Regions from separate parts of the Mus musculus genome. Here regions 2, 3, 4 and 5 are each linked to region 1. The links are chromatin contacts, called in public HiCAR-type, HiChIP or PLAC-seq and promoter capture Hi-C maps. All regions are on one chromosome and are shown on one strand. Each heading gives the region's core, a stretch centred on a gene start, on an enhancer-like site or on the middle of the called end of the contact. The rest is flanking DNA. Distances are from core to core; before and after follow the strand shown. Region 1 holds the start of Anp32b (acidic (leucine-rich) nuclear phosphoprotein 32 family, member B). Region 2 holds the start of Arhgef39 (Rho guanine nucleotide exchange factor (GEF) 39). Region 3 holds the start of Glipr2 (GLI pathogenesis-related 2). Region 4 overlaps Rnf38 (ring finger protein 38). Region 5 holds the start of Tex10 (testis expressed gene 10).

Region 1 (2,661 bases), core at 68-2,567:
CCTTAATTCCTCATTTTTTTTCAATTAAGATATCACCAACTTCATAGGGGTTGCCTGAAAGTTAAATGGGACATAACAGCGCAAGCTCTTAAAAGCCAATGCTCGGTGATTGATTATGGAAGCGCTTCAGTAGATTTTTTTTTTTTTTTTTTGAAAAGCTTTTTGCATAGCTCAGTGAAGCCTATCAGGTAATAGTTGGAGATCTTTTGTGACAAGGAGCACAGCACTCCCTTCCTTTCCCCACATTCTCCTGTCTTAGCCTTCCAGACTACCACGGAATTATGAGTGAATCTACACCTATAACTATTCACCTTTCCCCCATAACCTACACATCTTCTTTTCTCTTGAATTATTATTTCTGAATCTGATATATAATCATTTAAAAGTTTGGGCCTCTAAGGCAAAATGGGATGATAGGAAGAGGCTTCTTGCACTAAAATCTTAGGGTAATACCTAGATGATGTTTTTCTCCAGTAAACAGTAATCTTTAGTGCCTCTGGTTAATATCAGAGGTAGGCTCCTCATTTAACACAACGCCGTGTGCTTTAAATCCAGGGACCCTTAAAATTAGACTTTGACAAAGGCTGCCAACCCAGGACTCAACTTAATGGTGACCAAGAATGTATACATCTTCCACGGGTGCCCCAAGAGATAAAAGTCAGAAGGTGGGGACTGAGGCGTCATTAAAATTACTAATGGTTTCCTTCACTAGTGGCTCACATGTTTAAAAACAGTGTTTATGTATAGTTGTTTTCTGTCTCCTTGGCTAGTTTGTAGTTTAAGTACTGATAAAGTTCTAAAGTATATTAAATTTTTTATTTTTAAAAACAAACACGTGCCAAGGGGAAAGTTTCCTGAACTGGGGATGCTCAGATGCGGCGTGGCTTGGGCAAGAGGCTGGAGCTGCCTGCCCCTGCTGATGTTTTAGTACAACACGGCGGGGAAGCGAGCACAGCCTCACCAGGGTCCTCGATGGCACTTCTAACATCACTGGACCTAAAGGCAGCGAGGTCGGGCTATGGGCCTCAAAACTGGGAGGAACAGGGTGAACCCCAAAGCCACAGCCTCTGAGGGCGCCCGAAGGCTCAGGCGAAATTGGGTCCGGGAGAGCCCGGAAGAAGGCGCGAGGCTGAGCCTGCCCGTCGACCTCCAGGAGAGCGCGGGTGCCGGTGGGGGTGGGGGCGGGGGTCCCGGCACCGGAAGGTCTTACATCAGCCAGCCCACGTGCGACCCGAGGGCCAGGAGGCGCGCGCGACCCGGGAGGCGGCGCCGCAGTCCGGGCTGAGCTTAAGGCGGGTCCCGCCCCGCCCTCCGTGCGCCTCCCAAGTCCGCGCTGCAGCCCGGGCTCCCGAGCCGAGCGGCGCCGCGCAGGGCCGAGTGGAGCCGAGCAGCCGCCGCGTCGCGTCGCCGGTTTAAGCGCAGTGCGGGGCCTTGGCCGGGGGCGGCGGTAGTGAGGCCAGAGCCGCGCTCCAGCCCCCTTTTCCCTCCATGGTTTCTCTCCGCTCCCGCGAGTAACTTGGCTCCGGGGGCTCCGCTCGCCCGCACGCCCGCACGCCGCCCGGGGACCACGCCGCCGCCTCCTCCAGCCGCCTCCCTCCGACGGCCCTCGCCGCGCAGGCCGGGTCGCCTCTCCCCCCTCCGCCCCCGCCGCGGAAAGTTAAGTTTGGAGAGGGGGGACGAGGGGAACATGGATATGAAGAGGAGGATCCACCTGGAGCTGAGGAACCGGACCCCGGCAGCCGTAAGCAGAACCCCTCGGGCGCCCGCGCCCCCCGATGACTTGCAAGTAATGGTGGCCACCTGCGGGCCACCGGGCTCCGGCCGCGGCGCGGGGAAGGCGCTGCTCGCAGCTCGGACGGGGACAGGGAAGGCGGGCGGAAGGCGCGGAGGGGGGAGCGAGCGCGCGGGCTTTAACTCTTTGGCGCCCGCGGGCCCCCGCGGCCACGGGGAGGACGGCGGGTGGAGAAGCAAACTTTGAGCCGCTCGCCCGCCCGGTCCTCTCCCGGAGGGAGCGCTCGCGCGTGTGGCCGGCGGCGAGGGCGGGCGCGGGGGTTGTGTAACGCTGGGAGCCATGTTTGCAGCCTCCCGGGATGCGCGGCCGGGCGGAGGCCGGGCCTGCCGAGGCGCCGCGCCGCCGCCAGGCCCGCCGCGGGGCCGGGCCGGGTTCCATGCGCCCCGCGGCCGACAGGGCCTCGCCGCCGAGGAGGGTGTTCGGGTCCCTGAGGGGGGCGCGGAGCCCCCCTCGGGCGCGGCCTGGCGCGGAACGGGGGAGGGGCGGGCCTGGCGGCGGAGGTGGCGCAACCGCCGCCCCTCCCGAGGCCAAGTTTGAAAAAAGGATGCGCTTCCCGCCATTTTTTCAAGCCTAAAAAAATCCAACTTTGCCCCTCCTTTGCCCGGCTCGCCTTCGCCCTCGGCCTTGCCCACGCGGGCTCCCCGGGCCAGCCGGCCCGGCACCGTCACCGCCGCGGTGGCTTCGCCCTCCCCCGCGCCGCCGCCCGGGGCCTTGCCCGAGAGGGAGGCCGGCCCCTCGGTGTGGGCGGCCGGCGGCTCCGCGCGCCAGCCGGGGCGCGCCACAGCGCCATGTTGGCGGGCGCCGTCTTCCTCCGCCGGGTGAGCCGGCCGCCCTCGCGCTGCCTGTCGGTCCCCGGGCTGCCCCCGCCC
Region 2 (2,661 bases), core at 50-2,549, 2.9 Mb before region 1:
CTCCCCCACTCCCCTCTCTTCCCCGAAATGCTAGCTGAGAGCATTCGGCAATTATACTCTAATAGGTAGTCTTTCCCCCCTAAAAGGAGAGAAGAAAAAAAAAGCCGAGAATAGGGGGAAATTAAAGAGGAAATAGAACTGGGAATGGACAGAGGGGGAAAATAAGTGTGTGTGTGTGTGTGTGTGTGTGTGTGTGTGAAGAGAGGGAGGTAGAGAGAATGAGAGACAGACAGACAGAGACAGACACAGAGAGACAGAGACAGAGAGATGAAAAGGGAAGAGAAGGGGGCTCCTGGAAGACACACAAGGAGCTCACAGCCGTTACTCACCTATGATTTGCGGTGTGGGAAAAGACAGGTGGAGGAACTTTGGTTTGCTCTGGGGGCGGAGGATGAGATAAGGTCTTATTGTGTAGATCGGATTGGCCTTGAACTAGTTCTGCCCTTTACCTTCTTCTTCCTCCGAGTTCTGGGATTTCAGGTGTGTGCGCCACCGTGCTTGGCTCTAAGCCAGGAACTTTAGACAGGAAAGAGAGATGAGTGGGAAGGTGGGTGAGTAAGGGAAAAAGAACGATGATTTGGATCTCAAACTGAAGCCGTGCCTACAGACCCTAGTTTGCAAACTATCGGTAGGGCTACTGATGGCTCCTGCAGTGATGGTGGCGGTGGCGGAGTCCCAGCTGGTGGTAGTCCACTGTGCTTCACACCAGCCTTGCTACATTCCTTTCTATTACGTGCAACACTCTTGTAAGACATCCGGGGCTGTGAGGCCCCCTGCCAGAGCGGGAGGGAATATTTTTTTATTCTGGGCACTGGGAAGGGACTGGGCTGTAAGAGTGGGCTTATTAATTCTTCTCATTTATGCAGGGGGTGGCCACAGTCATTGGAGCTATGGAGGTAAGACACGGCCGGCTACACAGACCCAATCTGGGAGCCCAGCCCTGGTGATCTGCCGCACCAACATTCCCAGTAGTAGCCCTAGACTGGACCCAGGTCCTACTCTATGGCCCCCCTCCCGCGCCCCGCACTCCCCCACGCCAGTCCCTGGAGCGCCCCCCCTTCCTCCCACCCCAAGCGTCCTGACTCCACCCCTCACTTATCCTAACGGTTCTTGTCCAAATCGCTAGACTTCTTGCACCTTTTCCTCTCATCCCAGGCACCCTACTCTGGCCCCAGGTGTCCCCAGCCTGTGCTGGCCGCTTTCAGTCCCCGGTAGACATCCGCCTGGAGCGCACCGCATTCTGCCGCACTCTGCAACCCCTGGAACTTCTGGGTTATGAGCTCCAGCCTCTCCCGGAACTGAGCCTATCCAACAATGGCCACACGGGTGAGGTGTCTGGGGCGGGACCTATGGAGGGGAGTGGCAATCAAGCTGTGCACTTAGGAGTTCTGCTGGTGCTCACGCTCACGTGTGGGTAGACTTCTCACTTGCCACTCCCCACGCAGTACAGCTGACTCTGCCGCCGGGGCTGAAGATGGCTCTGGGACCTGGGCAGGAATACCGGGCCTTGCAGTTGCATCTACACTGGGGAACTTCAGATCACCCAGGCTCAGAACACACAGTCAATGGTCACCGTTTCCCTGCTGAGGTGGGGACTGGGCTGTCCCAAGAAGAAGCAAGAGGGTATGATCAGAGGTCTGGCCACTATCTGATCCTTCCATCCTCTCTAGATCCACGTGGTGCACCTCAGTACTGCTTTCTCCGAACTTCATGAAGCCTTGGGCCGCCCAGGAGGCCTGGCAGTTTTGGCTGCCTTTCTGCAGGTACCCTATTTGACATTCACGTCCTGTGGGTTCATGCATCTGGCTAGCAGAGACACCATTCCAAGCACAAGCGCAAGCTGGTCAATTAGCTCTCAGCCCCATTCACTCCTTTGTTCATTCACTCAGCACCAGCAGGGAACCAGGAAGCAGACTAACACAAGGCTTCCTTTAGGAGGAAGGCTGTCTTGACAGTCATAAGTGACGAACACGGAAAAAATAATGGCCACAGAGGAGGCGAAACTTAAATCTTTCACTGATGGGAAACAAGGAGGAATACTGCACAGAGAGAGGTCAGCGTGAGCAAGGCTGGAGTATGGACCAGTTAGGGAGTGCCACAGCAACAAGCTATGCCCTGGGAAGAGCCATTTCTCTGCTGCTTCTGTGGCCCCTCACTTCCCCTTCATGAAGTGCAGTATTCAGTGACCTCTTTGTACCTGTAATAATCAAGAACGTACACTCCAAGGTGGGAGGAAGCCAGGAAGTGAGGACGCCTATGAGACTTACCAGTGTGACATTCACAGCACAAAGTTCAGGGAAGTTCCTCAGGAGCAGGCGGGCAGGCGTGAGTTATTAAAGTGAACGCAAAGGCAGTACAAGTATAACATACATGATGGTCTTCTTCAGGAAACCACGGCGTGTGTGTGTGTGTGTGTGTGTGTGTGTGTGCGAGAGAGAGAGAGAGAGAGAGAGAGAGAGAGAGAGAGAGAGAGAGAGAGAGAGTGTAAATAGTGATGAGTGAAACGATGGACCTAGATCTTGAGGGCCAGGCAGCCTGGGAAACTTTCTCCCCTTCAGTTTGCCATTGCTAATTCATTTGCAAAGCAAGAGTAATAGAACTTGAATAAGATTGTATATTCCCCAGCATCCTTAGAGGTGAGGAACGGGGAAAGACTATGGG
Region 3 (2,661 bases), core at 88-2,587, 2.5 Mb before region 1:
CTTTTCCTGGGTCATTTGACTATTTCCATCGGAATTTGTCGGCAAAATGGAACAGAGAATTGAACAGAGTCAGAATCCCAACCCAGCACTAAAAGCTCGTTTAAGTCAGATGAGTACCAGTATCCACTCTACTCCTGCTTGGAAGTGCTAGGATGTGGGAAGTGTATTTGCTGGCCATGGAGAGAGGGAATGGCTGGGGGGTGGGCGTGGGCGGGCGTGCATTTAGCTCTGCGCTAACCTACTGGATACATCTGAGCTCCGTGCTGCAGGGTCTGGCCAGGTGTGGTGGTACAGACCTGACCTACAATGGGAGGTACACCGAGACTCCATCTGACAAACAATAACCTAAAAGTAAAATACATTTAAATTCATAGAAATAGGTACTGCTGGGGGTGTCTGTGGTCACAGCACTAGGGAGGTAGAAGCAGGAAGATCAGAACTTTAAAATCATTCTCGGCTATGTAGGGCACAAAGGTAAAGTCTCACTGTTTAGACCAGGCCAATCTTAACTCACAGAGATCTGCGTGCTTCTGTTTCCCAAGTGCTAAGAATAAAGGCATGAGCCACCATGTCTGGCCCAAATAAATGTATCTTTTAAATATATATGTATCCAGGGAGGGGGAGGCAAAGTGTCCTTGTAATCTGTGAATCATTAACTTTTTATGGTGAGAAAAATGTGTTTTGAATTAACCAGGGGGTCTCGGTTTAGATGACGCCAACATGTGGGGGTGCTGGATCCAAACTCAGGTGGGGAATTTGGGTTGGTCTCAAAGGCAGTGGGGTTCAAGAGGATAGGTCCAAGTCGGGCAGCGGCACCACCCTGGGGCGGTTGGAGTTGGAGGGCCGGAAAGTGTTCAGTTACAACCTGGGGATGCATAGCGGGACAGGGTCCTAAGAAGCTGCGATTGGAGCATGGTGTCACTGGGAAGGGGAAGCAGAACTTTGGGGATCTGGGAGGGGGTGGTGTTGCCAAAGACTGAGTCTGGGAGGTTACCGACCCCTGGTGGCGCCGGAGGGAACCGTACCTCACCAGGCCTTCTCCAGGCGTCGGTCGCGCGGGAACCGTGGGGAACTACAGGGAAGGCGTGGACGCCCCTAGGTCTTGCGCGCGCACTTGCTGCTCTAGGAGACAAGGCACGCTCAGAATCAGCATTCGTATCCACATCTGGACCGCCCTAGCCAGCGGCGGAATCCCACCCGGCCAAATGAATTCTAGGGGTGGCCCCCTGCGCCTCCGCCTGCAGCTGCCTTTGCCTTATAAGGCGGGGCCGGGCGGCGCCGGGGGAGTGGCTGTGGCCGCCCCTGCCCCTCCCGGCCCCGGCCAGCTGCTGGGACCCCGCTAGCCAGCGCAGCGCAACGCAGCCGCAGCGGAGCGGAGGAGCGCACACAGCAGGCCATGGGCAAATCAGGTGAGCCACCCATACGGCCCTCCGGGGAGCGGGGATGACGCCTAGACCCTCGCCGTCACCCTGCCCCATCTGGAGCATGATCCCCTGGGAGCCCCTGGAAAGTCCCTGTCACTCTCGCTGCAATGCGGGATCCCTGGGTGCGGGATGGAGAGCGCGCATAGCAAAGTTCCGAGGAGCGGCTGTTTCTGGTTCAACCAGGGGGTGGGGTGGGTGGCGCGGAGGTAGCGGTAAGAACACCGGCTAGGAGAGAAAGAATGAGGGGAATGAGATGGAGGGTCCCTTTGGCTGCGAGCCAGGGATTGCGTCAGCGAGGGTTTCTAAGCGCTGATGGGGATAGCTGAGCCTGCCTAGGCGTGGCTATGCTTTGTCCAGAGGAAGACAAAGTTACAGTGGGAAAAAGACACCAAACCGTGGCAGCATCCCAGGCTGCGAAGCAACTAGTCTGGTTCCACCCAACTAAAGGCAGCTCTGAGACTCCTTTTCGTCTCCTTCTCGCTCACCTCCTGAGGCCCCTCCGTGCCAGGCTGGGTGCTGTGCAGAGCTACTTCCCCTGTGATCTCTGCCCTGCTGCCGCCCACCCTCACTCCTGTGGCTGTAAAGTTTACGTTTCTGAAAAGCCGTTTTCCTGTCGCTCCTTGTTTTTGTCACCTTCCACCCCATTGTCGGCTCTCTGGCCACTGACAGCACCCCCTCTGCCACACAGCTGCGCTGGCTGGCAGGCAGGCACTCAGGTCCTTTCCCCTCCGTGTCCCGGTCCAGTCTTCACTACTCCCATCATCCAGCCTGAAACCCTTCCCATCCTTCTGTGTTCAACTCCTGTGATAGCAGGGGGTCCCATCCATAATCTCTCCCTCCTCCTTCAGAGGGACAGCCCACACCCTGTGTCATTTGTTGTCACTCCTGCATAGATAAGGGACAGGTGGGCAATAGATCTTCTTGCCTCAGTTTCCTCCCTCGTGGGCATCAAGGCTTCCTATTTATTAGAATATCATCCGTGCCTCATGGGAGGCTCTAAAGCAGAGGCTCTCGACTTTGCTGATGCTACAACCCTTTAATTCAGTCCCTCACCTTCTGGCGACCCGCCTTCCACCATAAAATTACATTGTTGCTACTTCATAACTGTAATTTTGATATTATGATTCGGAATATAAATACTATATGATGTGTGGCCCCCCGGGGGGGGCAGTCACCAACCCCAGGGGGTCGCAGCCCACAGGTTGACAACTACTCAGTGGAGTCAGTGGGCTGTCAG
Region 4 (2,661 bases), core at 88-2,587, 2.3 Mb before region 1:
CAAAATAATGAACAGTAGCTCAAGAGAAGATTCTTCAGAAAAGCTCAGAGTTACCTTCAAGAAGTCTCTGAGAAGAGTACTAATTTCCACATACAACAGAAAGTAAGAGGATACTCACAAGCTTGTTTAAGCCTTCCTAGAAACAAGCTAGAATGTATCTGTGACTTTCAGCCCTGTGTAGGGAAAGGGTAAACATATAAGAACCTGGAAGAAAGCTTTGAAGTGAGCATCCTCTTGAATGGTAGTGTTCTGATCACTTGGGAGAAGAGGGAACAGGCTCTGAAGTCTCACCCTTTCACAAATCACCTTGTTAGGATGGCCAGGTAGAGGTGCTGAATTGGCCCCGGGAGATATCTGGGAAAAAGAGGGAGAAGAAAAGGATAGTTCATGCTGGCCATACTGACATGGAGAACAAGCCTATGAAGGAGAGCTGAGGTTTCGAGTGTGATAGTTCTGTCAGCAGACGGGGCAGGGCAAGAGGAACTTTAAACACAAAATACAGGCTGCACGAACGGTCTCTAGCAATGGAGCTTCTCATACAAAAAGGTTTGAGATAAAAAATATCACAGCTTGGGGAGCTCAAGTCCCTGTTCCCCAAATACCTAGGAATAGTAACCTCTAAAGACCAGACTTCAGGCTAAGACCTGAGGTAAAACACTTAAGTGGAGTGATGAATGTTTACCTACACTGTATTTTTTTCTCAATGTACTTTTAGTGACCTTGGTGAAAAAAGACTTGACAATACTTATGGTAAAAGTTCTATACTATCAGCTGAAAGACTGTGTGTACTTCATGTACAAATGTTACGTTTAACTGAGGATGGCCTGTCCAGTCTATCCAATAAACTTTAGCTACATCTATTCAGTACTAGGGAGGCTGAGGCAAGAACATCCCAAGTTCTAAGCTAACCTGGGCTAGAAATCATGATCTTGTCTCAAGATTTAAAAAAAAAAAAAAAAAAAAGAAAAGCAAATGAAAATCCTCAAACAGTAACAAAAGGCCAAATAAAGGAAACAACACAAAACTAAAGGCTCTGCTAAGGAAATGAAGACAAACTCCTAAGTCTGAAAGTAAACAACTGTAACGTAAAAATCTGGACTGTAGTTTAAATCTCCTTACATTTGTGTAAGTCTGTAGCAATTTAAAACCATGAACAACACTCTTCACTATGTTGTGACAGTGAAATTTTCCTTGGGGACTCCAAGTTTAAAGACTTGTTTATGCTCACACATACAAAAAAAATAAGATAAAATAAAACGTGCTTAACACCGTGTGCTTTTACAGTTTTTTCCCTCAGTCTTAGATCTAAGGGTCTCCTTGGTAACAGGCACTAAACAAAAAAAGGGCGTGGTTTCCTACCTTCTAACAGGCATATGCTAGCAAAAAAAGGAGGGGAAGGTGGAAAGGAAAGAAAAAGAACCAAATCAATCGCTGTTAAGTAAGTTTCTGATGACACTGACACGGAGTGCTCTGCTCTGAGAGCCGGACGGGAGCAGGAGAGTAAGAAAACACAGCTCGGGGCTGGTGAGATGGCTCAGTGGGTAAGAGCACCCGACTGCTCTTCCGAAGGTCCAGAGTTCAAATCTCAGCAACCACGTGGTGGCTCACAACCATCCATAACAAGATCTGACTCCCTCTTCTGGTGTGTCTGAAGACAGCTACGGTGTACTTACATATAATAATAAATAAATCTTAAAAAAAAAAAAAGAAAACACAGCTCTCAGAATGGCAGATAGTAAAAGAGATGCTAGAGAGGAATTTAAGGACATCATAAAGTGAATGCTGTAGTACTGCCATGCTTTGATCATCTCTGACCCATCTGTAACTTTGTTGTCAATGTGGCATAAACCTCATAAACATGGTAAGAACAAAAATACTGCCAAAGACCTACTACCACCCCTCAGAGGTTAATAAAGAGGAATATTTGTTAGTTTACTACACAGTATATTTTGGATATAAACTATAGTTTATCTCTGTATTGCAAACATAATGTGCACTCTTTACACTTATGAGTATGTGAAGAACAGTGAAGAATATTTACTGTTTTCTAAAAGCTAAGAGATATATACATGTTAAGGAACTAAGCTATAAGGATTAAAAAATAAAAATCCCAAAGACCTTATTTTAATTAAAAAGCGACGGTCAACAAGATGGCTCAGTAGGTAAAAGGGCTTGCCACCAACTCTGATGGCCTGGATTAGATTCCTGAAACCCACATAGTGGGTAGAGAAAGAGAATTTACTCCCCAAAGTTTGTCTTATGACCTCCACATGTCATGGTTTAAATGTGTGCCACCCTATTAAATAAGCGTGAAAAGGGGAGGACAGAATGGATGCAAGCAACCAACAGTATGATATTCACGCACTATAAAGCAGGAAATACTGGAACATAACTGAATTAATAAGAAAATAAAAGGTAGATTTGATTCCCAGCACAGCACAGCCGTGCAAGTGGCTTGTGCCTCTGACCAGAGCCCTCCTAAGCAGAGGACTGCTAAGAACTCTAGGCCAGCCTCACATAGTAAGTCCTTTCTCAAAACAATAAAACCAACCCAAAAGAGATAAGACGTATATTTGCCATTCTTGATCTTCATTCAGCAAGGAATGTCACAAAAACCTCTCTCCAAATGAGCTGTTCCTTCTTCTAATTAGTACTCTACCT
Region 5 (2,661 bases), core at 100-2,599, 2.0 Mb after region 1:
AGCATACTCTGTAAGTTTTTTCTTACAATTTTATCAGTAGTGTTTCCAGAGATAAAAGAAAACGGTTCACAAGAAAGAAAAATTGACCCTGTGACATCTTGCATTATCCTCTAGGCACTCTTTCACGTGTGATGATGGGTCGGTCGGTCTGTCTCTAGCAATCTACATCAGACCTCATTCTCAGTAAGTTGTGCCGTATCACTTCAAGTACACTCTCATCAGTCTGCTAGGAAAATTATGAGGGCTAATAACTTTTAAATCTCGACAATTATTTACAGAAACATACTGACAATTTTTTTCCCACTAGGAACTTGGTTAAAGTTCCATTAGATGCTGCTATTATTTCCATTTAAAGATTTTCGTAACACTGGAAGTCAAATAGCTCTACTAGACTAGACCACTTTTACAGCAGTAGATAGTACAAGGAAGCTAACTCCAGCCTCGGAGCCTGAGCTCTCACTGGACTTGATCACCTTTTTGGTAAGCTTGAAAACTCACATACACATACACATACACATACACATGCCTGCTGCAGGTCAGTCTTAATGCTAACCTGAGCGGAAGAAAGACTGCAACTTAAGCAGACTCCCAAGTAGTTTGCCCTGCGGCCAGCCCATTACCTTTCCTCCTTATTTCCAACTATTCCCGCTCTCCAAAAGAAAGGAAGAAATCAAGGAGAGAAAGTAAGCATTGCAGCAGTTGGCCTACGGTGATTCTCTCCAACCCTTCGCGTCTCCAAAGTTCCCCAAATTCGAGGGGGCAGAAAGAGAGGGTCCTCCGTCAAGGGGAGGGGGAGGAGGGCAGCGATCAGATCCGCCCGCCCGTTTTCGAGCTCGCACACCAAAAATGGAAACTCCGTTTGTCTTTTTTTTTTTTTTTCCCAAAGAAAAACCATGGTTCCTATACCTCAGTGGACGTCGAGTGGAGTCTCTGGCCCGACCCCCACACGCCGGCCTAACACCCGCCGAGCCTCCGAATCGGACCGCGGCCGCTTGAGGCGTTTCGGAAGCCCCTCGGCCGGCTCTCACGCTCGGGGTGGGGGGACAGCTAGGACCCCGGCCGCCCTACCCGCCGCCACAGTCCGTCCCTCCGCCTGGGCCTCGCGTGTCCGCGCCCCAGAAGAGCCGTGCAGGACAGACAGACGCCGCTCACCTGAGAGCCCGGACGGACCCGGAACGCGGAGACGCGGCGGAGAGCGAGCGACCGTCAAGCCCCGCAGGAGCACGCCGTGAACCGCCGGCCGCAGGCTTTCCGCTCGCTCCCAGAGCGTGTTTTCAAATCGCCTCGTCCTCACGCGGACGCGTCTCCTTCCGCCGCCCGGAAGTGGGGGCCCTCCCTCGCCGCGCTCACGTGACCGCAGGTCGCAATCGCGCGCAGCCGGAGGGCGGGTCCAGATTTGCACGCCACGCCCCCTCTAAGAGGGGCTGCGCCGGAAGCTGGAGGAAAGAGAGGAGGGTCTAGGGTCCAGCAAGCCGAGTCAGGTCTTCCAGCATCCTTGGCTTGGAGGATGTTGGCTGGTTACAGCTTGAAAGGCGGTCTTCTCCCCCCAAGGACTTCAGTTCTTCAAACCTGGAGCTAGAGAAAAGTATAAACTGAGCTTAATTGAGGAAGGAAAAAGTTTCGGACAGCAAAGATAGCATTTCTGGGAAGGGTAACCTGGACTAAAGGCAAATAGACAAATGCTAAGAGGTTACAAACTATACCTTGTGGCAGAGTCCCGGAAACCTAGGACAGGGTTTTCCCCAATTCAACATTTTCAGCATATAATTAACTTCTACTAATCAAAGTAAGTGGATTTAGAGAAATTTGAGACATTAAAATGCCTACAAAGAAGATGTGAAGAAAGAAATCTTGAAAACAAAACCATCTAAAGATTGACTTAGCCACATATAAGGAAAAGCATACAGATAGAGTGTCAGCCTAGAGTCAAATTTGTCTTTGCAGCTTCCTACATATAAGAACTAGAAAAGCCTAATACCTTATATTGAGGTTCAATATACGAAGTAGGGATAAAACGATAATAACTAAATTCAGGAGACCCAAGCATCAGAATTAAGGTCACACCTCCTCTGTGTTAATGAATAAAGAATAAAGCCAAAAAGCCACCACACAGACAACCTCCCCTCCCCCACCGCACCTGCCTTGGGAGTTGATGACATTATATGTAAAACTATAAAATAAAAAAAAAATTATAAAGGCTTATGCCACCTAGATATGCCCCCTAAACTCCAAAATGCTACCAGCTTATTCAGAACTTCTCCCTTCAGCTTTGCAATGTATATCTATCTCAGTATCAACAAGGACTAAAAGATAACTCTGCACATCCATTCTGAAATATTTTCCTACAACCTCTTCACCTTAAATAGCATCCCATCCTGCCAGTTACTCAAGCCAAACCTTAAAAGCTGGCATCTTTCTGAGACCATGTGGCTTCTAACCCAGGAGAAAAACCAGCTGGCTCTGACTTCCACTATTAATCACCATCTCCCTGGCTACCTTCAAGGTCCACATCACCCCGATCAGAGGAAAGAGCCGGGAACACATTTCTCTCCATCTTAGACCCCATACAGTCTAACATTTGCAGAGCAGTTCTCGGAATATTTTTTTATATATGGCAAAGCATGTCACTATAAAACTCTTCGGTGGTTCCCCATGTCACTT

What was found. Promoter capture Hi-C pulls out the DNA fragments that hold promoters and counts their contacts. HiCAR-type assays count read pairs that join an accessible place to other places. HiChIP or PLAC-seq counts read pairs in DNA pulled down with a chosen protein or histone mark.
Region 2: a contact with region 1 is called in a promoter capture Hi-C map of pre-B cells, with 5 times the contacts expected there. The contact joins the promoter of Arhgef39 here to the promoter of Anp32b in region 1.
Region 3: a HiCAR-type map of astrocytes shows a contact between it and region 1, with 5 times the contacts expected there. The contact joins the promoter of Glipr2 here to the promoter of Anp32b in region 1. A contact is called at or near these places in 2 of 115 datasets of contacts at active chromatin or transcription factors (astrocytes and bone marrow-derived dendritic cells).
Region 4: an H3K27ac HiChIP or PLAC-seq map of thymic regulatory T cells shows a contact between it and region 1, with 10 times the contacts expected there. The contact joins the enhancer-like site here to the promoter of Anp32b in region 1. A contact is called at or near these places in 3 of 39 promoter capture datasets (hippocampal neurons, liver and pre-B cells) and 2 of 115 datasets of contacts at active chromatin or transcription factors (large pre-B cells and thymic regulatory T cells).
Region 5: a contact with region 1 is called in a promoter capture Hi-C map of pre-B cells, with 2.9 times the contacts expected there. The contact joins the promoter of Tex10 here to the promoter of Anp32b in region 1.

Annotation. Positions count from the first base shown.
Region 1 is chr4:46,449,609-46,452,269 of GRCm38.p6, forward strand. Anp32b (acidic (leucine-rich) nuclear phosphoprotein 32 family, member B) reads left to right here and starts at 1,318. Exons shown (of 7, transcript NM_130889.3): 1 at 1,318-1,741. The coding sequence starts at 1,688.
Region 2 is chr4:43,507,448-43,510,108 of GRCm38.p6, forward strand. Arhgef39 (Rho guanine nucleotide exchange factor (GEF) 39) reads right to left here and starts at 1,300. Exons shown (of 12, transcript NM_001013377.3): 1 at 1,138-1,300; 2 at 330-516. It overlaps Car9 (carbonic anhydrase 9), which reads left to right. Exons shown (of 11, transcript NM_139305.2): 2 at 867-896; 3 at 1,156-1,326; 4 at 1,446-1,588; 5 at 1,671-1,763.
Region 3 is chr4:43,956,365-43,959,025 of GRCm38.p6, forward strand. Glipr2 (GLI pathogenesis-related 2) reads left to right here and starts at 1,338. Exons shown (of 5, transcript NM_027450.3): 1 at 1,338-1,409. The coding sequence starts at 1,397. Gm30377 (a long non-coding RNA gene) reads right to left here. Exons shown (of 4, transcript XR_881223.2): 2 at 1,026-1,122; 3 at 1-19.
Region 4 is chr4:44,158,699-44,161,359 of GRCm38.p6, forward strand. All of the region lies in intron 2 of Rnf38 (ring finger protein 38), which reads right to left. Among named protein-coding and RNA genes, the nearest start is that of Mir5106, 61 kb to the right of the region's middle. Within about 2 kb of position 1,338, at least 26 of the 459 cell types and tissues checked have an H3K27ac peak or open chromatin away from gene starts, as enhancers often do. A contact at or near this core is called in thymic regulatory T cells, where this site is marked.
Region 5 is chr4:48,472,114-48,474,774 of GRCm38.p6, forward strand. Tex10 (testis expressed gene 10) reads right to left here and starts at 1,350. Exons shown (of 15, transcript NM_001355740.1): 1 at 1,153-1,350.